Linked DNA regions of Mus musculus: regions 1 and 2 are each linked to region 3. The links are chromatin contacts, called in public promoter capture Hi-C maps. All regions are on one chromosome and are shown on one strand. Each heading gives the region's core, a stretch centred on a gene start, on an enhancer-like site or on the middle of the called end of the contact. The rest is flanking DNA. Distances are from core to core; before and after follow the strand shown. Region 1 holds the start of Tgm1 (transglutaminase 1, K polypeptide). Region 2 holds the start of Dcaf11 (DDB1 and CUL4 associated factor 11). Region 3 holds the start of Haus4 (HAUS augmin-like complex, subunit 4).

Region 1 (3,678 bases), core at 1,022-3,521, 1.2 Mb before region 3:
GAGTTACAGGACAGCCAGGGCTATACAGAAAAACCCTGTCTTGAAAGAACAAAAACAAAAAGCCAGAAGAGCTGTCTCTAGCTGGAAAAGACTGTGAACCTTTCTCCTGTGAGCCTGCCACCTTCAGCCTTTCTGCCCTGGCCCCCGTTTTACTCACAACTGAGTAGGCTCAGGACCTCTCAGTGTTTGAGGAAGAATGTGTCACAGCATCTTGCCCCACCCGGTTCAAATGACAATATTGGTCTCTGTGGATTACATTCTGTGGTTGAAAAGCCCTTGGGAACTCTGGTCCCATTTGATCCTCATACACTCAGGGATGAGATGATTAAAACATTTGAACTGACAAACTGTTCTGACCTGCCCAGGGTTGCTGAGCTCTGCATGCTGAAGCCACATACTAAACTCTTTGCTTTAGTGATTTAGCGCTTTTCCTGTTTCTATATTAATATAGAATGATTAAACAGAGGCCTGGCCTCAACTTGCCAAGGTATTTAGATGGGAGTCTACTCCTGAGGTGCACCCCACTACACTGTTGTGGCTTTGAAAGCCGCAGGGAACAAGGGCTCGAGGGAGTGGCTCAGGGGTTAGGGCAATGAGTCAACCTTAGCATAGTGGGAAAAGAGGGTGACTGGTTAAAAGAAGAAGAGTGTAGCAAAACCAGGCACTTTCCTGCTTCACTGGAATCTGCCGGGCACACGTGTGCTCACATGCCCCGCCCCTTGAAGCCACTCCTCTTCTTGTATCCTAAGTGATACACAAACAGTCCCCAAGTGAAGCCCTTTGGCTGACCCGCCACACACCTGCCTTGAATTTTGGTCTTCATTGCTATGTGTTAGAAGTCTGCTAGGTTCCAAGGCTTGCCAGCTGAACAGGGAAAAACTCACACCATGCTTACTGTCAGCCTTCTTCTGTAATCCCAGCACTTGGGAGGTTAAAGCAGGAGAGTTACTGTGAGCTCAAAGTCTGCCTGGGCTATATGTGAGATCATTTCAAAACAAACAAAAAACAAAAACAAACAAAAAAACCAAACAACCAATCAGTGTATATGTAGATCCTGGAGCTGTTCCTACTTCCCTGGATACCTTTGTACAGGATACATTTCCAAACAGATTGCTGCCTAGGATGCTGCTTTGTGTCTGTCTTTCTTTTCTTTTCTTTTCTTTTCTTTTCTTTTCTTTTCTTTTTCTTTCTTTTTTTTTTTTTTTTTTTGCCAATGCTATTTTCACTATCTTTGATGGTGGCCCATGGAGCGGAGTGAAGAGGTCCTAGTTGTCGGTGCGGTGCCTCGGACAGGGCCAGAGAGAGCCTCCCTAAAGCTGTCTGGCTCCTCTCTGCCTTGGGGCAGTTTTAATGACATCTCTGACGGTTCACCCAGAGCCAGGGCAGGAGCTGGAAAGGACAGAGAGTGTGTTCCTGGAGCCGGTTGGTCTGGATTCTCAAGAAGAATTCCAGGCTGCAAATGAGGGGAAATGCTTACCTCCAGCTGATGAGACACTCTCAGTGAAAGAAGGGAATACCAGGTAGCCTGGGGAGGAGGCTCCTGTCCACCCAGACCTGAAAGCAAGCCAAGACCTAAGCCTTCCCGAGACTTTCAAGCTGGGAGGATCTCGAACTTAGAAGAAACAGAGATAGCCCACTCATTCTGGGGGCTGTGGAACAGCTGAAAGAGAGACAGAAGGGTGCAGTATGCTGAGGGGCATGAGAAGACCTGGTAGAGCTGGCTGGTCAGGGACTGACAGGTGGAGCCAGTTTGAGGGCCTGGCCGCTGATGTCATCTGTCTGCAGCCTGAGGTACTGGGACCTTCCTAGGCAAAAGAAGTTCCAGTCCCAGGGACCAGTTTCACAGGGCCAAGCCCGGTGGGTGCTACAAGAGAGCTTAGCAGCAGGGCCCTCTGAGAGCAAAAGGAGGCATCTCCAGCTAGGGAACAGATCTGCCCTGCAGGCCTGAGTGGAAGAGCCCTTCTCTTTGCTCTCTGAACACCTAGTGTGGTAAGAATCAAGTTGGTGTGGGATCCGTCACCAAACGCCTTTCCTTTTCACTTCAGCCTCAGGTCTGACAGAACTTTGATCCGGACCCCCTCCTTAGCATGACCTCAGTTCCTAGAAAGGAGAAAGTGGGTGGAGCCAGTCTTTCCCGCCCCTACCAGAGGACAGCCCCCAGAGACTGGCCTCTTGACAGGAGGGATGAAGCAACCCTCTTCCCCTTTTCCCAGAAACTCGGCCCCGCCTCCCCTCCCCTCATAAACTGCTTACCCGGCCCGCCCTACACCTTCCACTCGCGTGGCTACGTCCAGCCTGTTGGTCCCGTCCCAAACGCCCTGACCTGCTCCACCCGGGCCCGGGACCCGGTGGTGCCATCACCAACACCGCTGCCAGGTGAGAGGCTCCAGCTTACACCTTACCTCAGTGCTGAGCCACAGCGGGCCTTCGCTGTCAAGGGACACACAGCCCAAGCCCAGAAAGGACCGATCTCCAGTGCGTACCTGCTGTGGGCTGAGACCCAATTTTCCTGGGGCCAAACTCTGCTTACGCCTGCTGTGCCATCTCCGCAGCCCTGCCTGAAGTTTGTCCAGACGTGAGGCATGTCGGGGGACTCTGACCCCTATGCCTCCTACCTGCTGTTAAATAGTCCTAGAGGCTGGACCTCTAAACTGAGAAGCCAGCGGGTGGAGAGACCGATATATACAGGGTTTGGAGGTGTTCTCTTAGGCAACTGTGCATTTCCTCAGATGGATCTTCAATGGTTTCTCCACTGGACATCTGTTTTTTAGTATGATTTGAGAGTGTCTATAGCAAGGTGGAGAGGAGGTTTTTCTCTGCAATATAAGGTGCTTCTTCTGGGTGACTGAATAGGGTCTTTGGGGCATCTCAGGGTGAGAATGTGATTATCCCAGTCACCTAGCTGGTACTGAACCAATTTCTCTGGATAGAGTTTCTGGGTGGGTGGGATGGACATCCCAGGCACAGGAGATCTGAGTGAATGAGCACCCTCTGTCTCTTCTACACAGGCACAATGGAAGGTCCTCGCTCAGACGTGGGCCGCTGGGGCAGGAGCCCCTGGCAGCCCCCTACAACACCGTCACCGGAGCCAGAGCCGGTGCCGGAGCCAGACAGACGCTCGCGCTCCCGCCGAGGAGGAGGCCGCTCCTTCTGGGCTCGTTGTTGTGGCTGCTGCTCATGTGGGAACAGAGGGGACGATGACTGGGGACCTGAACCTTCTGGCTCCAGAAGCAGAGGGACCAGCTCCCGGGGTAGGGACTCTCGGGGTGGCCGAAGACCCGAGTCTCGGGGCAGTGGTGTAAATGCAGCTGGAGATGGCACCATCCGAGGTGAGATTACACACCTTAACCTAGAGCTGAGCCTTTATGGAACCTAAGGTTTATCCTGGCATCTCTAAGGGGGCTTCTGAGACTTCTGAGGAGGGACTGGGCTCTTCGTGAACTCTTCACTGACCCATGGATGTGGTTTCACAGAGGGAATGCTGGTTGTGACTGGTGTGGATCTGCTGTGCTCACGATCAGACCAGAACCGCCGAGAGCACCACACGGATGAGTTTGAATATGATGAGCTGATTGTGCGCCGTGGGCAGCCCTTCCACATGATCCTTTTCTTGAACCGGGAATATGAGTCCTCTGATCGCATTGCCCTTGAGCTCCTCATTGGTGAGTGGGACCTGGA
Region 2 (4,122 bases), core at 964-3,463, 1.0 Mb before region 3:
GCACTCATAGTCAGGAAGAAGGCGGGATGAATGGTTGGGTTTAGCTAGCTTTCTCCTTTTTATACAGTCTAGGACCCACATGGGAATGGCACCACCCACGCTCAGAGTGGGTCTTCCTGCTCCAATGAACCCAATCGCCATAATCCCTTCCAGGCCTGCCCAGAGAGGCTAAATAATCCATCCCGCCCAGGTGTGCCGTGTCCCCCAGGTGATTTCAGACTCTGTCCAGCTGACAACAACAACAACCCTCACAGCCGTCGGTGTAGGAACGCAACACAGAACACAGGGTCTGCAGGGATACTAGGTTCATCTTTTCCCAAGGAACCGTAGGCAAGCAAACAAAACGTTCTTAGTTCCTGGTGGTCACCCCCTTGAGGGCATTCTTTTCTTAAGAGCAGGGCTAGTAAGGCCGATGTAAACTTGTTTTTCAAGTAAATCCACATGGCTTCATCTCACATGGCAAGTGACTTAGCACCCCCTTCCCAACTCTTTTCACATCTCTCCTTTCCTCCATAATCCCTCTCCCTTCTCTCGTTTTATTTTCTTGGAAAACTGATGACATTTGTGTTGTCACAGCTGAAAAGGCTTCCCTTAGGAGCTCCTCAACTATGAGAGTTGTAAGAACCATTTTGGGTAGGGAGCCACGCAGAGTGTATGGACATCCAGCAGGGAAAGGTCGTTCTGTTCAAACACAACCATTGTCCTGGGACAATGCCATTCCCTATCCTCTGCACTTTTCCTGCCTGAAGTTGAGGTCAAGACATTGTGACACTTAGTGTCACAGCAGAGGGTAAGTTACCTGCGGAGGAGATAGGCCAGTACCTGGGCCAGATCCACATCTTCATCCTCTTCTTCCTCTTCCTCACTACGACGCAGGCCAGTCCCTCTTCGGGACAAGCCCTCAGAGGGTTCTAAGGACCCGGATCCGGCGCTGCTGCTGTTCCGTGATCCCATCTTCTGGTTACAGCATCCTTATGTCTTGCGCAGGGGCTGCTCCTGTCTCCAACTTGGGTTTGGTGAAAGCAAAGCCTGCTGTAGAAATACCAGGGTTTCCAGAAACGGGGCAGAAGCTATCTTTAGAGGGGTGACCCCTCCAGGAGACTGAGATTTCCTTCTCTTTAGCTATGACAGCTCCCAGGGTATCGGGAACATAAACCTTTCTCAATCCTGTGAAGCAAAGAAAGCCATATGAAACCTAGGGTGCAACCCTACCGTACTAATCAGAGTCCACGAAGAGGAATTTCCCATTTTCCTAACCAAACTCACCTATCAAAGTCCCCGGCCCGGGATGGCTGAATCCCAGATAACCTCTCCGACTGACCAATCAAAACCCCTTGCGGAAGAACGCATTTCACTAGCTTATCTCACACAACCAACCAGAGGCGTTAGAACTCAGACCCCCCCCACGCCTCCCTCTACTGACCAATCAGAGCAATTTCTTGCACGGGCCGGCAGCATCAACAGCCAATGAGGTTAGAAGTCAGCCTAACACCCCCTCCAGTTTAGCTTCACGCCCACGTGGTGCGCCGGGGGTGTGTACAACAGGGGGAGGGAAAATGGAGAAGCACCTCCCCCCGGCGTCTGGCGGTTACCGCCCCACGCGAGACCACCCACCAGCCAGGAGCTGTCGCAGGACCCGCAGGGGCGAGGCCCTGTTTACAGCGACTATCGCTGCGGCGCCGGCTAACAGCTCCTCAGTCGCGAGCCTCGTCCGTCACGCTTCTGGCGGCCAGGCCTGCTGACGTCACTCGACGCTCCAAGCAGTCCCTCCCCCTCGGCCCTCTGATTGGATAGCTGAGACCTGTGATTGATAGGTGGGCTGGGGAACTTGCTCAACCCAAGAGGGGCGTTTAGTCGTAGCGGACTGGAATTGGCTGCGACCTGCATTAGACGTAGCGGAACTAGACATCAAGTCTGCGAGGTGGTCCCTTAAGGTCGCTTGGCCTCGAGTGGTTTGTTTGTTTGTTTGTTTTTTACTGCGTGCCCAATCGCTCCTATTCCCTCAGCTCCCAGCAACCCCAGTTCAACCGTTTTCCCCTGGCTGTAGCGCTAGCGGCCTGTCGAAAGCAGTCCTCACTGGTGGGACCTGGGCCTCTCCACCCTGCTGTGTACACGCTTACCAGCGGGGGTCTTGTCTGACGACCCCTGGCTTCCTTTCTTGGTCTTTGCATACGCTCCCTAAGTGCCGCGGCCGTCCCCGGAGCCTTTCCGGTTGCCTTAGTGCGCACGCGCCCCTTGGGTCTGGGCTTTGCCGACCGTCCCTAGGCTTCTGTCGCTCGCCACCTCCCGTTGGTTTATGAGTAACTAGGGTGAGTCCAAGGCCAACCCTACCTTGTCTGGGATGGTTTCCTAGGCCAGAGAGGCGGGCGATGTCGGCCTTGGCCCAGAGGTGGGCCATCGCGAGGACACCTCAGCTCCCGGGGCGAGCATGTGACAGGTTCTGTGTCAGGTTTCCTGGTCTCTAGGCCGGAGACCCCAACATTTTCTCCCGATCCACGCAGGTTGTCACTGCCTTAAAATTCTTAACTGTAAACAAGCGCCCAGCATTTTGTTCTTTGGCTGGTCTCCATTAATTATGTGGACAGGTATTTCAAACATACACGGAACTTTCAGGATTCCTAGGTATTTGGGTTATTTGGCCTGGAAAGTCTGTAATAATTTTAGTATTTTTCCTTCCTTATTACTCTTCTAGTTCTTACAAGTTCTGTAGATATTTTTTAACTGATTACTTGAGGTTATTTTCACAGTGGCTGTTTTTCCACATTTCAGACTTCTTCCACTCCTTGATCTGCTCAAGTCTACTCTTAAAAGTATTTCGTTCTTAAGAGCTGACTGTTTTTTCGTTTTTTTATTACTTCAAATACAGACTTCCCAACCTGATTGTCTTTTTACTTCATTCGAAAATTTTGTCTGCCAATCAAATGTGCCTAGAAGTGCCTTATTTCTACTGGTACACCCTTTCAGAATGTCTAATCTGAGAGATGCTTTATCTTTTTAACCAGTCCTAGCCAGCCCTCATAGCCCTAAACTGTGACCTAGTGATACTGCTATCTGTAATCAAACTTGGACCTACATAAAAATGTATGTTCTGCTTAACAATCACTGATAATAGTGGGATACTGGAAATAAAAGAAATCCAAATATACAATAAGAGGTTGGTTAAATAAATTATGGTCAGTTTTGTACAGTTATAAAAATACCTGGTAGCCACTGAAATGAATTTTTTAGTGGGTTAGGAATATGTCTCTATGGGAGAGTGCTTGCTTGGCATTCTGTATATACTGGGTTCAGTGTATACATTGAACACACACACACACACACACATACACACCAAACAACAACAAAAACCCAATGTTGCTGCAGTTCTTCATAAAATAAAAATAACCGAGGGCTGGAGAGATGGCTCAGTGGTTAAGAGCACCGACTGCTCTGCTGAAGGTCCTGAGTTCAAATCCCAGCAACCACATGGAGGCTCACAACCATCTGTAATGAGATCTGACGCCCTCTTCTGGTGCATCTGAAGACAGCTACAGTGTACTTAGATATAATAATAAATAAATCTTTTAAAAAAAATAACCAAGTTTGGGCCAGTGAGATAGTGAGATGCTTCAGCAGGTAAGGGTGTTTGCTAGGTAATGGTGCTTACTAGGAAGTCTGGGGTTTTTGTTTTTGTTTGTTTGTTTGTTTTTCGAGACTGGGTTTCTCTGTAAATCCCTGGCTGTCCTGGAACTCACTCTGTAGTCCAGGCTGGCCTCGACCTCAGAAATCCACCTGCCTCTGCCTCCCAAGTGCCGGCATTAAAGGCGTGTGCCACCATGCCCAGCTACTACTAAGTCTTATGACTTGAGAGAGAATGGACTCCTACAAATTGTTCTCAGAACTCCTCATGCATACCTCCCTACTCACCCACACCCACCCAAAGAAGTAAATACAAATTTGAAAAATCCAAGCTCATTATGTGATTAAATAACAAAATGGATGATAGCTAAGGTGGAACATGAACAAAACATTATGATTAGGTCCAGAAAAGAGGCCTGTAAAATTTTTTCCTTATTATCGTTATATATGTGTGGATGCATGTGTGTGTAGTGTGTTTGTGTGTTCAGGTGTGTTCTGGTGCAT
Region 3 (3,691 bases), core at 485-2,984:
GATGCCCTGACCAAGGGCATAAAAGCTTTCTGCCCTAGAATCATTTCTCTGTGTATTCAAATACAAGTCTCCTCCTCCTCCTTCCTTTTCTTTTTTCTTTCTTTCTTTCTTTTTTTTTTTCTTTCTCTCTTCTCCTTCTCCTTCTTCTCCTCCTCCTCCTCTTCCTCCTTTCTCTTCTCTTCTCTCTCTCTCTCTCTCTCTCTCTCTCTCTCTCTCTCTCTCTCTCTCTCACTGATCTTTCTATACAACCCTGGCCTTCCTGGAACACTCTGTGTAGATCAGGCTGTCCTCATCTGCTTACCCCCTACCTCCCAATCACTGGGGTTAAAGGCATGAGCCACTACCCTTGGCCCTAGAATGTTCTAAAGCTGTGACCCTTTAATACAGATTCTCATGTTGTGGTGACCCCCAACCATAAATGATTTCCATTACTTACTTCATAACTGTAATTTTGCTGTTACGAATTGTAAACACCTGTGTTCTCCAGTGGCCTTAGGTGACCCCTGTAGGGTCGTTCAACCAACCAAAGGGGTCTCGACCACAGGTTGAGAACTGCTGTTCTAAGGAAAAGCCAAACAGCTCCATTTCCTAGCACTTTTGCTCCATCCTATCAGTTTGTTCTCTGATGCAAGCGATCTAATCACTGGGCTAGGGAGATGGCTCAACCATCCCTCTTCAAGTAAACCTGGGTTGGATTCTCCACACTTATATGGTGGTAACTGTAACCGGTTCCAGAGGATCCCACAGCAGTAAGCATACAAGTGGTTCACAGACATATGTGCCAGTCAAACACCCACACACGTAAACAACAGTAAAATAAATAAAAACGTATAAAGAGCTCTAATAACCTTGAAGCAGTTTATTTAAGACTTTTATTTTTTTAGATGGGCAACTTCAGCATAGTGCCCGGGCCTAGCTTTGAACTCTCGATCTTCCTAACTCAACCTCCTGAGTAGGTGTGGTGAAGGATTAACAGTACAGCTAAACATCTTATTTTCCAAAAGAAGTCACTTCCTGATTGGGTACCCTTAGTTTTACAAAACCAGTGTAGGCATAAGTAGGAGTGAAGGAAGGATGATGGGAAATAAGGGATGTGGGAATGGGGCAGGGCAGTTAACGCGGCTCAATGGGTAAAGGAGCTTGCTACCAAGCCTATGATGTCTCACTCCCAGAATGTCTTCTGACCTCCACAGCACACGTAGGACACACAGTAAATAAAACGTGACTTTAAAAAAAAACAGAGGGAGCGCGGAGGAGGCGAGGTAGGTTAAGAAATTCAAGAGGTGAGGCTGGAGCAACGTAGTAAAAGGATCTGAGTTCAAGTCCCAGAACCCAAAATCTGGCAGCTCACAAGCACCTGTAACATCGGCTCAAAGGGCTCTGGCTCCCTCTTCCGGCCTCCGTGGACACCGCCCACATATGGCGCATGCGCTCGCCCACATCGATAAATAAAAACAAACCAGTGGGGGTGTAGTGGCGTGCACCTTTCCTCTCATCAATCGGGAGGCCGAGACAGGACGATCTCTGATACCAACAACACATTGGCTCGACCTCCGAGCACCACAGTGGCAGGCCTAAGCTTCCGAGCTGGGCCGCCACCTCTATATAACCTTCCGTGCCTAGTCTTCCCCTTTGTTAAATGGGTGAAGTTCCGACTTCCAGGATCCGAGCCGCTACCGCGACAGTTGCGCTGAGCGCGCGCTCCCGGGGCGGGGCTGCGCCAGGCGGGAACGGAGGCCCCGCCCCGTCCTGTGCCCGGCTGATTTAAGACCCAGTTGTTTCTACGCTGGCGGCAGCGCCTTTCCCGGGCAGGCCCCGGCCTTAGCGCTCCGGCGGCGAGCCGTGCAGGTTAGCGCTCGACGACCGCGAGCTTGCGGCGAGGCCGCGCTCGCCCTTTAGGACTCCTTGGCGACCCAGACGGTAGGTCGGCGCCGGAGAGCGCGTCTGCATCTTGATTATCTCCGGCCTTGTAAGGGTCACCTCTTGTGAAAACAGTCAGGACGATCAATCTGCGTCCAGCACAGCGTGCAGGGGAACGGCTGGAGGGCTCGAAGCACGCCTGCGTCAGAGTTCGGCGCTCTGCGCTCCTGCGCGTGGGACCCCGGCTGCCTGCGCAGGGTGGGGGTGAAGCCTAAGGTCACGTCCTGTGGGCGGCTCCGCTGAGGACCCCTGGGCGGTTGAAACCCTCGTGGCTGGGTGCCTAACTGGCCTGCAAAACTTTATTTGTAGGTGTAGTTCAACAACATTCTGAGTTGGTAAAACGGAACTTACTGGTAAAACATAACTAAATAGCTTTTGTTGACAAGTCGATTGTTATTAATTCTTGATGCTTCATGCAAGGCAAGAACCGTTATCGCGGCTTTGCAGGTGGAACACTGTTGGCACCTGAAAAAGGAGCATTTCACATAAACTCACACAGAAAACATGGGGGGCGGGGCGGAGCCACAAATTAATGTCTCGAATTGCGCCTCCTCAGCTGATTCCTCTAGACCACGCTACAAAACAAACGGCTAGTTGCTTTCATGTGACTCATAAAAGGAGCGAATAAACCAATGTTCTGTGGACGTGAAGCGTTAAGTACTAATAAGCTTCAGACTCGGGGCTGCCTCGGGCTCAGCTGCCATTTGGAGGAGTGGGTAAAGCAATAAGGGAAAGAATGGGCAGGCAATGTTTGTGTTGCTGTTGAGTTTCTCATTGCTCTCTGTTGATGACATTCTTTTCAAGGTGCTCCAGGTTCTGGCAAAACACCTATCTGTATAGCTATGTCCCCACACTAACCACTGCAGTGCATTGTTACTGGAAAAGCTGTTGTAGTTCAAGTGTCTGTCGCTCTTGCTCCCAGACAGATAGCTCTTTCATGAGATGACACTGACAGAGAAGCACCAGAAAGAAACTGTGATATTCCACAGTTGAGCTATAAAGGGGGCAAAAGGTATACTGGGACCCACACCCCTTAGTTTACTGGGAACACGACAGACAGCAACAGTTTGTAGCTCCAGCAAAATGGTAACGGTAGGAAGACGCCTTCCATTAGAACTTAGTGGATTTGGGTGGTGTACTGGCTGGTTTTGTGTCAACCTGACAGCTGGAGTTATCACAGAGAAAGGAGCTTCAGTTGAGGAAATGCCTCTATGAGATCCAACTGCAAGGCATTTTCTCAATTAGTGATCAAGGGGGAAAGGCCCCTTGTGGGTGGGACCATCTCTGGGCTGGTAATCTTGATTCTATAAGAGAGCAGGCTGAGCAAGCCAGGGAAAGCAAGCCAGTAAAGAACATCCCTCCATGGCCTCTGCATCAGCTTTCTGACCTGCTTGAGTTCCAGTCCTGACTTCCTTTAGTGATGAACAGCAGTTTGGAAGTGTAAGCTGAATAAACCCTTTCCTCCCCAACTTGCTGCTTGAGTTCCAGTCCTGACTTCCTTTAGTGATGAACAGCAATGTGGAAGTGTAAGCTGAATAAACCCTTTCCTCCACAACTTGCTTCTTGGTCATGATGTTTGCGCAGGAATAGAAACCCTAAGACAGGCGGGTAGGGGTGAAGTAGGAGTGGTTCTGTTTAGAGTCATACTTTGGACAGCTTGGGAGAGATTTTGTTCTTGGAATGGAAGGTATTCTGGTATTTATTTGTAAGTTTTCCATAAAATGCTAAAGAATTTGGGGACCCTGATGTCTGATATAGCCCTGCTCTATAA

What was found. Promoter capture Hi-C pulls out the DNA fragments that hold promoters and counts their contacts. Capture Hi-C pulls out chosen DNA fragments and counts their contacts.
Region 1: a contact with region 3 is called in a promoter capture Hi-C map of the HPC-7 cell line. The contact joins the promoter of Tgm1 here to the promoter of Haus4 in region 3. A contact is called at or near these places in 2 of 39 promoter capture datasets (the HPC-7 cell line and pre-B cells).
Region 2: a contact with region 3 is called in a promoter capture Hi-C map of adipose tissue. The contact joins the promoter of Dcaf11 here to the promoter of Haus4 in region 3. A contact is called at or near these places in 1 of 39 promoter capture datasets (the C10 cell line) and 1 of 9 other capture datasets (adipose tissue).

The regions. Positions count from the first base shown.
Region 1 is chr14:55,712,085-55,715,762 of GRCm38.p6, reverse strand. It overlaps Tgm1 (transglutaminase 1, K polypeptide), which reads left to right and starts at 2,271. Exons shown (of 15, transcript NM_001161714.1): 1 at 2,271-2,376; 2 at 3,009-3,329; 3 at 3,474-3,662. The coding sequence starts at 3,014.
Region 2 is chr14:55,558,120-55,562,241 of GRCm38.p6, reverse strand. Dcaf11 (DDB1 and CUL4 associated factor 11) reads right to left here and starts at 2,213. Exons shown (of 15, transcript NM_133734.3): 1 at 2,121-2,213; 2 at 800-1,032. The coding sequence starts at 954.
Region 3 is chr14:54,552,404-54,556,094 of GRCm38.p6, reverse strand. Haus4 (HAUS augmin-like complex, subunit 4) reads left to right here and starts at 1,734. Exons shown (of 10, transcript NM_145462.2): 1 at 1,734-1,920.